2 separate regions of the Zea mays genome follow, and region 1 is linked to region 2. Evidence: chromatin contacts called from public Hi-C data. All regions are on one chromosome and are shown on one strand. The core of a region is the stretch at or near the end of the contact, and the rest is flanking DNA. Distances in the headings are between cores, read along the strand shown.

Region 1 (6,184 bases), core at 2,796-5,295, 100 kb after region 2:
AGGAAGGATTCGGACAACAGTGGGAAGGTCTGTACAGGAAACGTGATCGATACAAGCAAGAGATGGCAGATTATTTTAAGTTGGAGGCCAAGAAAGAGTTCAAAGCCATGATGTCTCAAATGCTATCGAATCCTCCTCCAGAATTGATGCAACAGTTGGCGAGTGCGATGTCTGTTCAACAGATGACCACTCCACAGCTACAAATAATTCCAGCAGCTCAACCGCCGGCTTCCACAGATTGTACGACATTACCAAGCTCTGTTGCTTCAACGGGAAATAAGGACCGTTATCCAGTTGATGACATCACAAGGCCTGTGGCGTGCACACTGGTTATAAGATATGGTATTAACAATAAACGTACAAAGATGGTAGCCACAGGCCTTGCGATCCCAGGACGCAAGTACCATGGAAACGATATTCCAGATGATTATTGCAAAGTAGAAGTGACGACGGTCGTCCAAGGATACGAGGACGACATGCTAGACATCCCTGGGCCCGAAGATATCGAGAAACTTGGACAAGCTATTAAGAATTTTATCCTTTGGCCTCGAAGGGATGTCGAATTGCTTGATTTGTCGAATTCGTCGCAGGCGTCGCAGGCCCAACCGTCTCCGCCTTCTCAAATTGCTGTTCCTATTGTACATCCATCCTCACCTCTTCAAACTTCACATGCTGCTCCTCATCCTTTTTCTGACCCACCGTCTCCGCCACAAGCATCACCATTCAGGGCTCCACCACCTTCTCCTCCCCATCCTCTTGGTGACCCACTGTCTACGCCACCATCAAGGGATCCACCTTCTCCACAGCCATCAAACGATCCACGGCCATCAAAGAAATCTAAACTTCCTATACCAAAATTGGTGTCCCCGTATCAGAAAAAGAAGAGTAAAGCTACTACTGCTGGCACAGTTAGGTTTTTGAAAGGGATTGGACGGAGCCTCACGTCACAAACTGTTGATTTGGCCGAGCACGAGGAGTCTGCAAAAAAGGCTGAGGCAACGGCCGCAAAGATAAAGAAGCCAACTAAGGCAGATTACAAAAACGTGCCTAAAAAATATGTGCCGGGAAGACCTCTGCTACCTCTTGACAAACTAAGAAAGGTCCCGGCTGGTGTTAAAAGGTTGCATGACTGGTACATGCGGGCATCATCGGTTGGCATCGACACAATCAGTGTGCATATACCAGACCATGCTTTTATTGGTTCGAACCAAAAGGCCGTTGTTACATTCGAGGACATGTGGTTAATGATGAACCTTCAGAGACTCGACGTGCAACTTGTAACGATGTTTGCATTGTAAGTGTCGCTCATACTTCCACATATGTGTGTTATTATTAGTGAGCTGTATAAAATTTCAATATCTGACATGCACGTGTGACTTGTAGAATGCAACATGATCAGCAGGAGATTCTTTACGGTACCAAGCCCAATGCTAGTGCCAGTAAAAGGGTTGGGTATCTCAACCCAATACTTATATCCGAGGAAAGCCACACTTTTAGAATCGGGAAAGACAACGATGAAATAAGGGGAAAGACGGACGAAGAAGTTGAGAAGCGTATAAAGGAAATGAAGAAGGATTTTGAAGCTCGATACGCCACATACATAGGACATGCAATGCTTCAATTTCAAGACAGGGAAGCCATAATGGCCCCGTACAACTTTAAGTAAGTGTGATTTTGCATAAATAAAATTAATAATTTCAATACACATGCATCACAAATTTGATTCGTACAGGGACCACTGGATATGCTTCCTCATTTATCCTAAGGTTGGAAAGGTGCTGGTGCTCGACTCCTTGAACTTCGACCCTTCGACATATGCAACATTCCTCAGCATCTTAGAGCTGTAAGCCTTTTCTATGCATGCATACTTTTATCGATTAAAATTTGAGAATAACATGGTGATTCTATTTGAGATCACAGTGCTTATAGATTCTATAAGATGAAAGGTGGAAAGTACGACCTGTCGAAAAAACTCGTGCCACTAGACATCCATCATCACTGGCCGGTAAGTATGTGATTTTATGAATACATATCATACACAATGTTGCAACTAAATAACCAATCTCCCGTTATGTAGTGCCACAAGCAACCACAAGGATCGGTCCTATGTGGATTCTATGCGTGCGAGTTCATGAGAGTGAACGGACGATACATCACGAACCCTGACAAGGTATTATTAGTAATAGTTAAGTATGTATTTATGTCATTAAAGATGCAAATGTGTTATTATTGAGTATAAATAGATAATGTTTATAAAATTCCTTTACAGCAATTTCAACGAGGAAACCCGGAGAACTTGACCGAAGCTGCATTGTATGGCATAGTCGAGGACCTCTGCACATTCATATTGAAAGAGGTCATTCCCGCAGAAGGAAAATATCACGATGCTTCCGGGACATTAGCTTTGCCAGAGTTCAGAATACTAACAGAAATTAGTAGATTATCTCTTAGCCGAGATAGTTATTAGAGCTTAGGTGAAAACTTATGATGTATAGAATGCATGAAGCATATATGGTTGTAAACAGAATACTTTGATGTATATAAATGTATGATAGAATTTAATTTCATGTTGCTTTCAATATCAATATAGATATATATATATATATGTTTGTGTGTGTGTAAATAAATATATATATAATTCAGTATTGTTTGAAATTTTGAAAAAAGGCGGGAAAACTTCCACTGGCGGTTTTATAAAGAAAACCGCCAGTGAAAAGTGCATTTACACTGGCGGTTCGTTAAGAAAACCGCCAGTGAAAATGCATTTCCACTGGCGGTTTTCTTTATTCAGCCGCCAGTGGAAATGCACTTTTCACTGGCGGTTCGTTAAGAAAACCGCCAGTGAAAATGAACTTTTCACTGGCGGTTCCAAAATAACCGCCAGTGGAAATGCTGATTTCCACTGACCCCTAGCACTGGCGGTACTGAAAAACGCCAGTGTAAATATGTTTAGAACCGCCACTATAGAGCTTCTGTGTACTAGTGTCACTGTTAGACATGAATTTGTTGCAACTCGTAAAAGTATGGTTGATAAGTCTAAATAAAACAACTGAATTTGAAGCATTTCTCCAAAAAGTTAGGAGAGATATAAGAATATGATAAATTTTGACTATTTAATATAATGCAATTTTAGGGTCGAATCTGGAATCTGTGTGTCAATTTGTTTTGTTGAAATTTATATCCTATAAAAACACATTTTGTATTTGAAAAGGAATATGTATCCTATTAGTACTCATTTCTTACTTTCTTAGCAGTATATTATCTTTAAATATTTTTATATATTTATTAGAATGTGCAAGAAGCCTGAGTATTGAACGATGTATCTGAAACAAGAATGGCATGCTAACCTCTCAAACATCTGATCTCTTAGATTGTTCCTACCACCTACTCAGGATAGCTGCTACGCCTATATTATTCTGATCCTGATTGTTGTATGTTTATTTAATAGCCCAATGGCTTCTAGTTGTTTTTTCACCGTTTCAGGCTCTTCGGCTAATCAAACTCTCGGGCATTTTTTTTACCTTGCGTCACCAAAGGATAGAGAGAGAGAGAGTCATCAGTGTGAGCTATGGTTTCTGATTTTGAATAACTAATTACTAATTACACTGAGTGGGGTCCACATCAACAACATCATCGGCTCAGCTATGCTACAATAATAATTGCTACCATACGAGATAAGAGATAAGGTTGTCTCAAGCAGATTGGATATATGGTTGTGGAAAATACTATCTTGCACTCTAAACTTAATTTAAAACATAAAATAGGATATAAGATATGATGAATAAATTGTTAGAGATAACCTAAGCATATACTCCCTCCGTTTCTTTTTATTAGTCGCTGGATAGTGCAAAATTACACTATTTAGCGACTAATAAAAAGAAACGGAGGAAGTATAAGAATAAAGGAAGAAAGTGGAATGGGACGAGGGCGAGAAGGAAATCATCCTGCGTGTTTGATTTCCGCTGCAGTTGTTGGGCCAGAAAGGATAGGCAAGCTTCGTGCGTGGCCAATCATAATGTGGGCTTTCTGGGCTCGGAGAAAGTACACGCTCGAGCCCGATCCAGTGCCGTGTATCATCCATCCTTCGAAAACGATGAAAGCCACCCTCGCCGTCACCGTGAAAAGCTCTCCAGACACGGCGAGGACACCTCCCTGCCGTTACCTGAGCTCATCACAGCTCATGCGCACTTCACCCAGGCTCTTGTCTCCCGCTTCACGCTTGACCCGCAGGCTCCCTCGCTGTCTCAGACCAGCCAAATCCACCGTGGGGTGGGACGGCGACGCCGACGCGTGCAACCTCTGGGTCGTTCACGTTCACAAACGCACCAGCGTCCCGGATGCAAGGCGAGCGACCAGTCGTGACCGTAACCCCTCTGACGCTGCAGCATGCTAATTTTGCGGTGACCTGGCCGACCTCACCGCCGCACGACGCTGAACGGCGCGGGGAGTTGCCAGCGCCCAGCGACGGCGGCCGGCCGTTTCTACCGGCCCCAGAGCGGCGGCTCAGGCCGGGAGAGGAGAGGAGGACTTCGCCGAGCGCGCGGGTCTTGGCACTTGACAGGCAGGCATCCGTAGTGCGTGGTCGCGACGGGTGGTGACACTGATGTGCCTTCGTACTGACCAAGTGGTGGACGCCGCTGATCGCTGAGATTTTAATGGCATGATTAGGACCCTAGCAGTGGGCCTAAACTTGAAATCTTGCCTAGATGGACTGATCGGTGTCCGGTGTCAATAGCAGGGGTTATTCTGGCTGTCGATTGATCCTCCAGCACCACACGCAAGGCCAACCGGAGTGAACACAAGCAAGCACTGGACTGAACACGGGCTGGAGCAATTCCATCATCTCTTGAATGCCGAGTCTACAGAGTTGATTGGCTACCCATCATATAGCCACAGAAATAAACAAGGAAGCAACTCGGTCTTTGTTGCCGATACTCGACCTAGCTACGTCTAAAAGTTTGGGCGGGGCCACACGAAAATACAGAGTCTAAAGCACGGTTCAGCGCGAAGGTAAATGTAAATGGGTCGTGGACTCGTGGTGTAATTTAAACTTAGGCAAGTGAGGCATGGATTAGAAAACTAACGTTTAGATGGTTATTTTGTACTTCAATATTCTTTTATCTCTTCACAAAAGTTACAGAAAACATTAATTTCTCTTTCTCCTATGATTTTTTAGTCTATAGCAAAGTTATAAATATTTTGAAGATATATTTTTTTAGATATATACAAGTTTTTTTTCCGGCAAGACATGATCATTGGCCCGTTGTGCTTTGAGCCGGACCGGGTCTAGCTTTTAGTATCTGCACACGGCACGGTCTAGCCTAAAATTATTTCATGTCGTGTTGGTATAGAAAAAAATAACCAAAGCATTATGGGCGCGGGCCATACCAGCCCTGCACGGCCCAACTTTCAGCTCTAAACCTAGCTAGGAAAAAAACTGTTTGCAAGTGTCAAAGAATTACACACTTCAAAGATTAAGTTAACTCCAACTAGTAAAAAAATTAGAGATAGAACACACATAGCGAAAAACATCAAATCCATATAGAATATCAAATCTACATTAAACGTGAAAGAGAAACTCGTCATTATTTGGGATCGCTCTAGCGTAATCGACGATAAGATCGAGAACGAAGGCTTGATAAGGCCACAGAACGTTGCAGCGTAGATCAACTCAACGAATAGTCACGTGATCGATGCATCACGCCAACGTCACTGATAGTGGAAGCATAAGGTCGATCAACCTAGTAGATCGGTTTTTCTCTTGTGTTCAGGAGCATATGATGTCTCCCTCTATAAGTAAGTGAGCTCAACATATATAACCACATACAAAAAAAGGAAGAAACCCGACTCGTCCACGATTTCCATGATCAGATTGATTCAAGATATAGTGGAAATCAAAATGTAAATTAGTAAAAAAAAACAGGCACCAGAAAATCACCAGCCACTACATCATAAGTCACGCGGATATACACACAAAAAATACGTGAAAAGTTTTATCTCTTGTGGCTCGATACAAAGAGCGCAAGAAACAGAATATTTAAGTTGCCTATTTTCCTCTTTACTATGCAGCAAACGATATACCATGCAGAATGTATCTTTAACATTTACTCTAAAGTAATTGAATTAGAAAGTGATATTGTTTGCATTCAGGAAACTAAACGTGAGTACTTTGATGCTGCATATA
Region 2 (6,358 bases), core at 1,457-3,956:
CCCACCTATTCTTCATTTGATCTCTGGTGTAAGTGTGACCTGTGCGTTCCTTAAACTTCCTTATGAGGTTAGCATACCCTTCGGCATTAAGAAATTGTTGTGGCCTGTTCCGTGCATTGACCTCTTCTACACAAATTTCTGTGTAAATTTTTGTTGCTCTACTATCCCACTTTGCAATGACTTTGCCAGACTTGTCCATCTAGTGGAAAACAAGTGTACACGATATGAAAATACGTATTGAAGTGCTTTTACTAACCAAACAAAGTGACCACTTAACTGACCATATAATAACATAAGGTAGTACCATAAGGAGTCACATTCGGTTTGACATAATTACATATACAGACTTAAGGAAGTCATGTGCTGGTAGACACAAAAGCACAGAGAACACTTTACAAGTGCGCAGTAAGCAAAAGGCTGATATATCCCTGTTACCCTAACACCTGTCAGCTAGGTTCAGCATGTTCTAACTTAAACCTCATTGTCACTAAACGAAGGCATCTGATCGGAGTCATATTCAACACCCCAGAAGTTTTCGAAGTGCTCTGCAAAGTCCCAGTCTGGACTCTGGAGTAAGGTCGTCGTCAGCAGGGGGTGGTGAGGACAAGGTAGAAGGTTCGTAGTTGCTGTCACCCGGGTTGTTTACGTTGTTCACGATGTCCAAATTCTCTTGCAACACCAGAGAGTCTTGCTCCAGCATGCAAGCTATGTCCTCCAATGCTACACGAAGTTTTGTAGCGTCAAATGAGGTCAACCCGCGACCAGGACGGATTGTTTCCCTCGCTACCGAAAAATCTTGTCCGCAATCTCTTGCATCCTTCCAATTGCCTTGTCGGCTATGGAGTCTGCTGAATCCATCTGATGTGGATTTATTAGGTCGTTAGTATACCAGACATGGGGACTATCTACAAAAATTTGGCGTAGTCACATGTCCTGTGCCTAGGCTGCTAACAAAGTAGGGGACAAGTACCACAATTTACTAGGCACGTGTGTACTAATAATAGTACTAACAGACTGTCGATGGATTACCCAAAAACGTGAACATATTTGGAACTCGATCTTCTAATACATACACAGGTAGTAACTAACAAATTATGAACTCAACCCTGAAAATAGAAAAGGTTGTGACAAACAAAGTAATAAAGACCCCGAGTACTCCATACAAACAACATGTACTAACTACCAAAGTATCAACTAATACAAGCAGAGGAACCTTCACGACGAGAAGCAGCGGCGCCGGTGTGGGTGCGGTAACCCTAGCGATAGTAAATGGGTCAACCAAAGTCCGTGGCGGCGGCGGTGAATGAGAGGGTCCGGATGGAGGAGAGAGCCCGTACCTTCGAAGACGAAGAAGACAGGGGGAGAGGTTCCTTCGCGGCGGGGCTGCGGCGAAGAGGTTGCGCGAACCCTAGAAATGACGGGAATGAGACGCCGCTGAGGGAAACAGACGGTTGGGATGGAGGAGTTCGCGGATGGAGGTCGACCGTACCTGCGAAGACGACAGCTGTGGCGCGTTGGGTGCGCGGCGGCGGCGCGTTGGGTGCGCTGCGGCGGCGCGTGCTTGGCGAGTACCCTAACCCAACGCGAAGTGGACAGACTTCTATCCGAAGCCAAGTGAAGGCCGCTTCCAGCGGAGCGTGCGCGGGGGGCTTCTTACCGAAGCGCGTCGGTCAGAATCCGCGCCAAAAGCTGAGCGTTTGGTTCCAGCTTCTGCTTCTGGCGGCTAGAAGCCGACTAGAAGCTGAACCAAACAGGGGCCATATCAAATGACCTGACCAAATGTGTTCCCTTGTGTGTGTCGTCGTATGCATCTGTGGCTGGCTCAACTCACAGAGAGCGCGCGCCGAACAGGAAAGTATAAAAATATTCCAAATTGGCAAAACCACAGTATTGAAAACTCTCTCTAAAATAGTTTTTATCTAGAATACTAGACTATTAATGAATACTATATTATTTCTTAAAAACCATGAAAAAACTTCACTCCTAAACATGCCCTAACTTGTTGCGCATTTAGCTGGATGACTTATCAGCCATTATTAAAAAAAAATACAACAATCATGCTCTCTGTTTTATGGTTAGTCTTAACACATACTAGTTTATTAAAAATTAATGTGTATTAAATAAACACACACACACGACATAACAATAAAATGTGTGTGAGTTTTTTTTCCTCTACGGAAACATAAACTATCGTTGTCTCTCGTTTTTTACTAAATAAAAATATTCTATAAGTTAAGTTTTGTACACGTTTTTCGATACTTACATGTTAGGATACTTATTTTTTTGGTTTTTGTAAGTATATATGAGCTACTAGCAAATTAACTTTATTGTCGAATGTATCCTTATAATTGAAATCCGTGACGTTGTTAAATGCGATCTCGTACTCACGTGTTGGATTTAGGTGATGCTAAGCCTTTGACCGTAAATTTGGTCTCGTGGTAGATTTAGATTGAAAACATATAAGCGGGAATGGCGGGATGTAGAGGGGGTGTGACTCTGTGAGGTTCGATGAGATGACTTGTCTGACGAAAAAGTAGGAGACCAATTATTTTTTCGAACCGATATTACATACAGTATTAAATTAAATTTTATTATTAGTTAAAGTATAATTTCGTATTAGTCAATTGGTCATCAGACCGAATGTTTGTTATCGCTCGAATTTCGACAATAAAGATATAAAACCCCTCTACTGCGGTCGCTTAGCTTAACCCCTTCCTTTTGCTCTCCCGTTGCGCGCTTCTCCTCCTCCTCCTCACACCCCTCTCTTTCTGTCGGCGGCGACTGGGCGGCCGTCGCTGCCGTCCTACGCCAGCTGCCCAGGTCTTCCTCGCGCCCTTCGCCGGCGGCAACCACCGCCAGGTACGCCACCCCTCGGCCTTCCCTTCCTGGTTCCTGCTGTGCGAAACCGAGCACCCAAACGCTAACTTTACTACTGTGTTTGGATCTGATCTAACTACAAGTATATATGCATGTACATTAAGATTGTTTTTGCAGAGATCCGCCCCCCTGAACCGTAGCATTTTAATTCTATGCGCATTCCTAGTAAGCATTACTAAACAGCGCAAAAAAGTTCATGTTTTCGGCTGTCTAATTCCTCAGGGTAAGCCAGCCATCAGCCATGGCTTTGAAGGCGAGCTCCAGCGACAACCGGACCAGGAGCACGGTATCCCTGTGCATAGTGATTGGCATGTGCTGCTTCTTCTACATCCTCGGGGCGTGGCAGAAGAGCGGGTTCGGCAAGGGGGACAGCATCGCGCTGGAGGTCACCAAGCGCACCGACTGCACCGTCGTGCCGAACCTTAGCTTCGACACCCACCATTCTAAAGCCAGTGGCAACTCTAGCAGCCTGGTTTCTCCGTCGAAGAAGTTCAAGCCGTGCCCTGATCTCTACACGGACTACACCCCCTGCCAAGACCAGAACAGGGCGATGAAGTTCCCTAGGGAGAACATGAATTACAGAGAGCGGCATTGCCCGGCGCAGAAGGAGAAGCTGCACTGTTTGGTTCCACCCCCAAAAGGCTATGTGGCTCCGTTCCCGTGGCCGAAGAGCCGGGACTATGTCCCTTTCGCGAATTGCCCATATAAGAGCTTGACAGTCGAGAAAGCCATCCAGAACTGGGTCCAATATGAGGGTAATGTATTCAGATTCCCTGGTGGAGGGACGCAATTCCCGCAGGGAGCAGACAAGTATATTGATCAGCTTGCATCAGTCGTTCCGATCGCCAATGGAACTGTCAGGACTGCACTTGACACTGGGTGCGGGGTAAGAGGAAATGCCAAACTGCATATCGCTTGCTGCTAATTCGAGCTAGGTTACCAAATCTAGCTGACTAGCTCATGTCTTAACACACCATAACTATTTCAGGTGGCTAGCTGGGGAGCTTATTTGTTGAAGAGGAATGTCTTGGCCATGTCGTTTGCCCCGAGAGATTCACACGAGGCACAAGTGCAGTTTGCTCTGGAGAGAGGTGTCCCTGCTGTTATTGGCGTCCTTGGTACAATAAAACTTCCCTATCCATCGAGGGCCTTTGACATGGCCCATTGTTCCAGGTGCTTGATTCCATGGGGAGCAAATGGTAAGCTTAGTCACGCGTTCTCTTATACTATTCTTCATCAAAGCAAATGTTCTAAGGGACTATCATTAATACTTAGAGCATTCATTTATGTTTGGTGTAAGTTATTTTACAACCCGAAATAATGTTCACACCTTTGCAGATGGAATGTACATGATGGAAGTTGATAGGGTTCTAAGGCCTGGTGGCTACTGGGTGCTGTCTGGCCCTCCAATTAACTGGAAGGTGAACTACAAGGGCTGGCAACGCACAAAGAAGGATCTTGAGGCAGAGCAGAACAGAATAGAGGAAATTGCTGACCTTCTATGCTGGGAAAAAGTCTCAGAGAAGGGCGAGATGGCGATATGGAGGAAAAGGGTGAATACCGAGTCTTGCCCTTCTAGGCAAGAAGAATCAGCTGTGCAGATGTGTGAATCAACAAACCCAGATGATGTCTGGTATGCTATTCCTGTGATCTTGTTTCAGTCATTTGAACAGAGTGTTTTGGTTTGTATGGTTCTTTTCTGTTCCAAATTCTTACAAACTGCTGCTACTTCGTCAGGTACAAGAAGATGAAGGCCTGTGTGACACCCCTTCCAGATGTAAAAGATGAAAACGACGTAGCTGGAGGTGCAATCAAACCCTTCCCAGCCAGGCTCAACGCAGTTCCTCCAAGAATCGCTAATGGTTTGGTCCCAGGCGTTTCATCCCAGGCCTTCCAGAAAGACAATAAAATGTGGAAGAAGCATGTGAAGTCTTACAGCAGTGTGAACAAGTATCTGCTTACTGGTAGATACAGGAACATTATGGACATGAATGCACAGTACGGGGGATTCGCCGCAGCAATAGAGTCCCCGAAATCTTGGGTGATGAATGTTGTGCCGACCATCGCGAAGATGCCCACCCTGGGGGCTGTGTATGAGCGAGGATTGATCGGCATATATCATGACTGGTTTGACATTTCACGCTTTAATCGTGTGCTCAAAAAAGTAGTGTGCTAGTGACCATGAACTTACAGTGTTTTACACACTACTCTATTGCAGGTGTGAGGCTTTCTCTACTTATCCAAGGACGTATGATCTTATCCACGCTAGCGGTCTTTTCACCTTGTATAAAACCAAGTAAGCTACTCTTTGTCCTTTGTAGTGAATCCATAGCTTGCATTGCCTGTGCTGATCTGTTTTATCTACTGAAACTACCAACAGGTGCAGCATGGAAGATGTTCTCCTGGAGATGGACCGCATCTTGAGGCCCGAAGGCGCCGTCATAATACGGGACGACGTAGACGTCCTGACCAAGGTGAACAGCCTCGCTCTGGGTATGAGGTGGGACACGAAGATGGTTGATCACGAGGATGGCCCCCTCGTGCGCGAGAAGATCTTGTATGCCGTGAAGCAATACTGGGTTGGTGGTAAGCAGACGGCTGTAGCTTGAAGCAAGCACGTTTCATGAGGCTCTAACATGAGGAATTCTGCAACCAAACCTTACCCGACAAACAAGGATTAGCTTAAATGATCAACCCTTGTAGGGCTTGTTCGGTTACAACAATTCAGAAGCGGATTGGAGGGGATTAAATCCTTTTCTAGTTAAAAATGACTAGAAGAGGATTTAAACCTCACCAATCCCCTTATGGATTGGTGTAACCGAATATGCCCGTAGGGGGTAGCACTGAAGCAGCCAGGATACCGTGCTCGCTGGTGATCACTGCAACCACATAATCTTCTTTGGTCGTGTACTCTTTTCAAAAAGCTTGTATCTTTGGAAATTTCTTTACGGTCCTCGTACAGATTCGGGTGTAACGTATTAAGTAGACTAGCTTTATGTAAGCGAGAAATACATGTTTTCTTTGGACAACCCCAGGTCTATTTGTGTACTCCCGAATGATCCTGAAGAAAAGGGCTCCTTACGGCTCCACTGTTGCAACTTGAAATATGCTGGCGCCAGGCACAACTTCGAAGCCAGAATTTATTTGGGTGTCCGTGTACCTTTCTGTAAGCAAGAAAAGAAGTACAGATAAAAAAAAACAAACTTGCGCACCATGTGCGAACTATCATGCAGTCATGGAGCATTTTGTAAAGAACCACCAGAAGACAAGAGGCACAAAGATCATGGCAGCCACAGGGACAGGGGCATCGGACACGAATATGCATAGCAACGCTTCGACCCTCAGAGGATTTTCACCTAGATATAGAGGGTACTTCATCCTCTCTATTCTCTCCTCTCATTTATCCCTTCTATAAGCAGGATCACATGATACGGCATCACACACTAGATATGGAAAGCTGCAGAATTTATCAAACGTACTG

Evidence for each region. Hi-C and Micro-C count contacts between places; a contact is called where the count stands out from the background.
Region 1: a contact with region 2 is called in a Hi-C map of tassel, with 3 times the contacts expected there. The contact joins the enhancer-like site here to the promoter of LOC100279910 in region 2. A contact is called at or near these places in 3 of 25 Hi-C or Micro-C datasets (endosperm, leaf and tassel).

The regions. Positions count from the first base shown.
Region 1 is chr7:117,720,941-117,727,124 of Zm-B73-REFERENCE-NAM-5.0, forward strand. No RefSeq gene overlaps it. Among protein-coding and RNA genes, the nearest start is that of LOC100274108, 81 kb to the right of the region's middle. Within about 2 kb of position 4,046, at least 19 of the 20 cell types and tissues checked have an H3K27ac peak or open chromatin away from gene starts, as enhancers often do. A contact at or near this core is called in endosperm, leaf and tassel, where this site is marked.
Region 2 is chr7:117,618,071-117,624,428 of Zm-B73-REFERENCE-NAM-5.0, forward strand. LOC100279910 (Ankyrin protein kinase-like) reads left to right here and starts at 2,707. Exons shown (of 7, transcript NM_001158998.2): 1 at 2,707-2,859; 2 at 3,100-3,763; 3 at 3,866-4,076; 4 at 4,216-4,510; 5 at 4,615-5,004; 6 at 5,096-5,173; 7 at 5,258-5,965. The coding sequence starts at 3,119. The coding sequence ends at 5,486.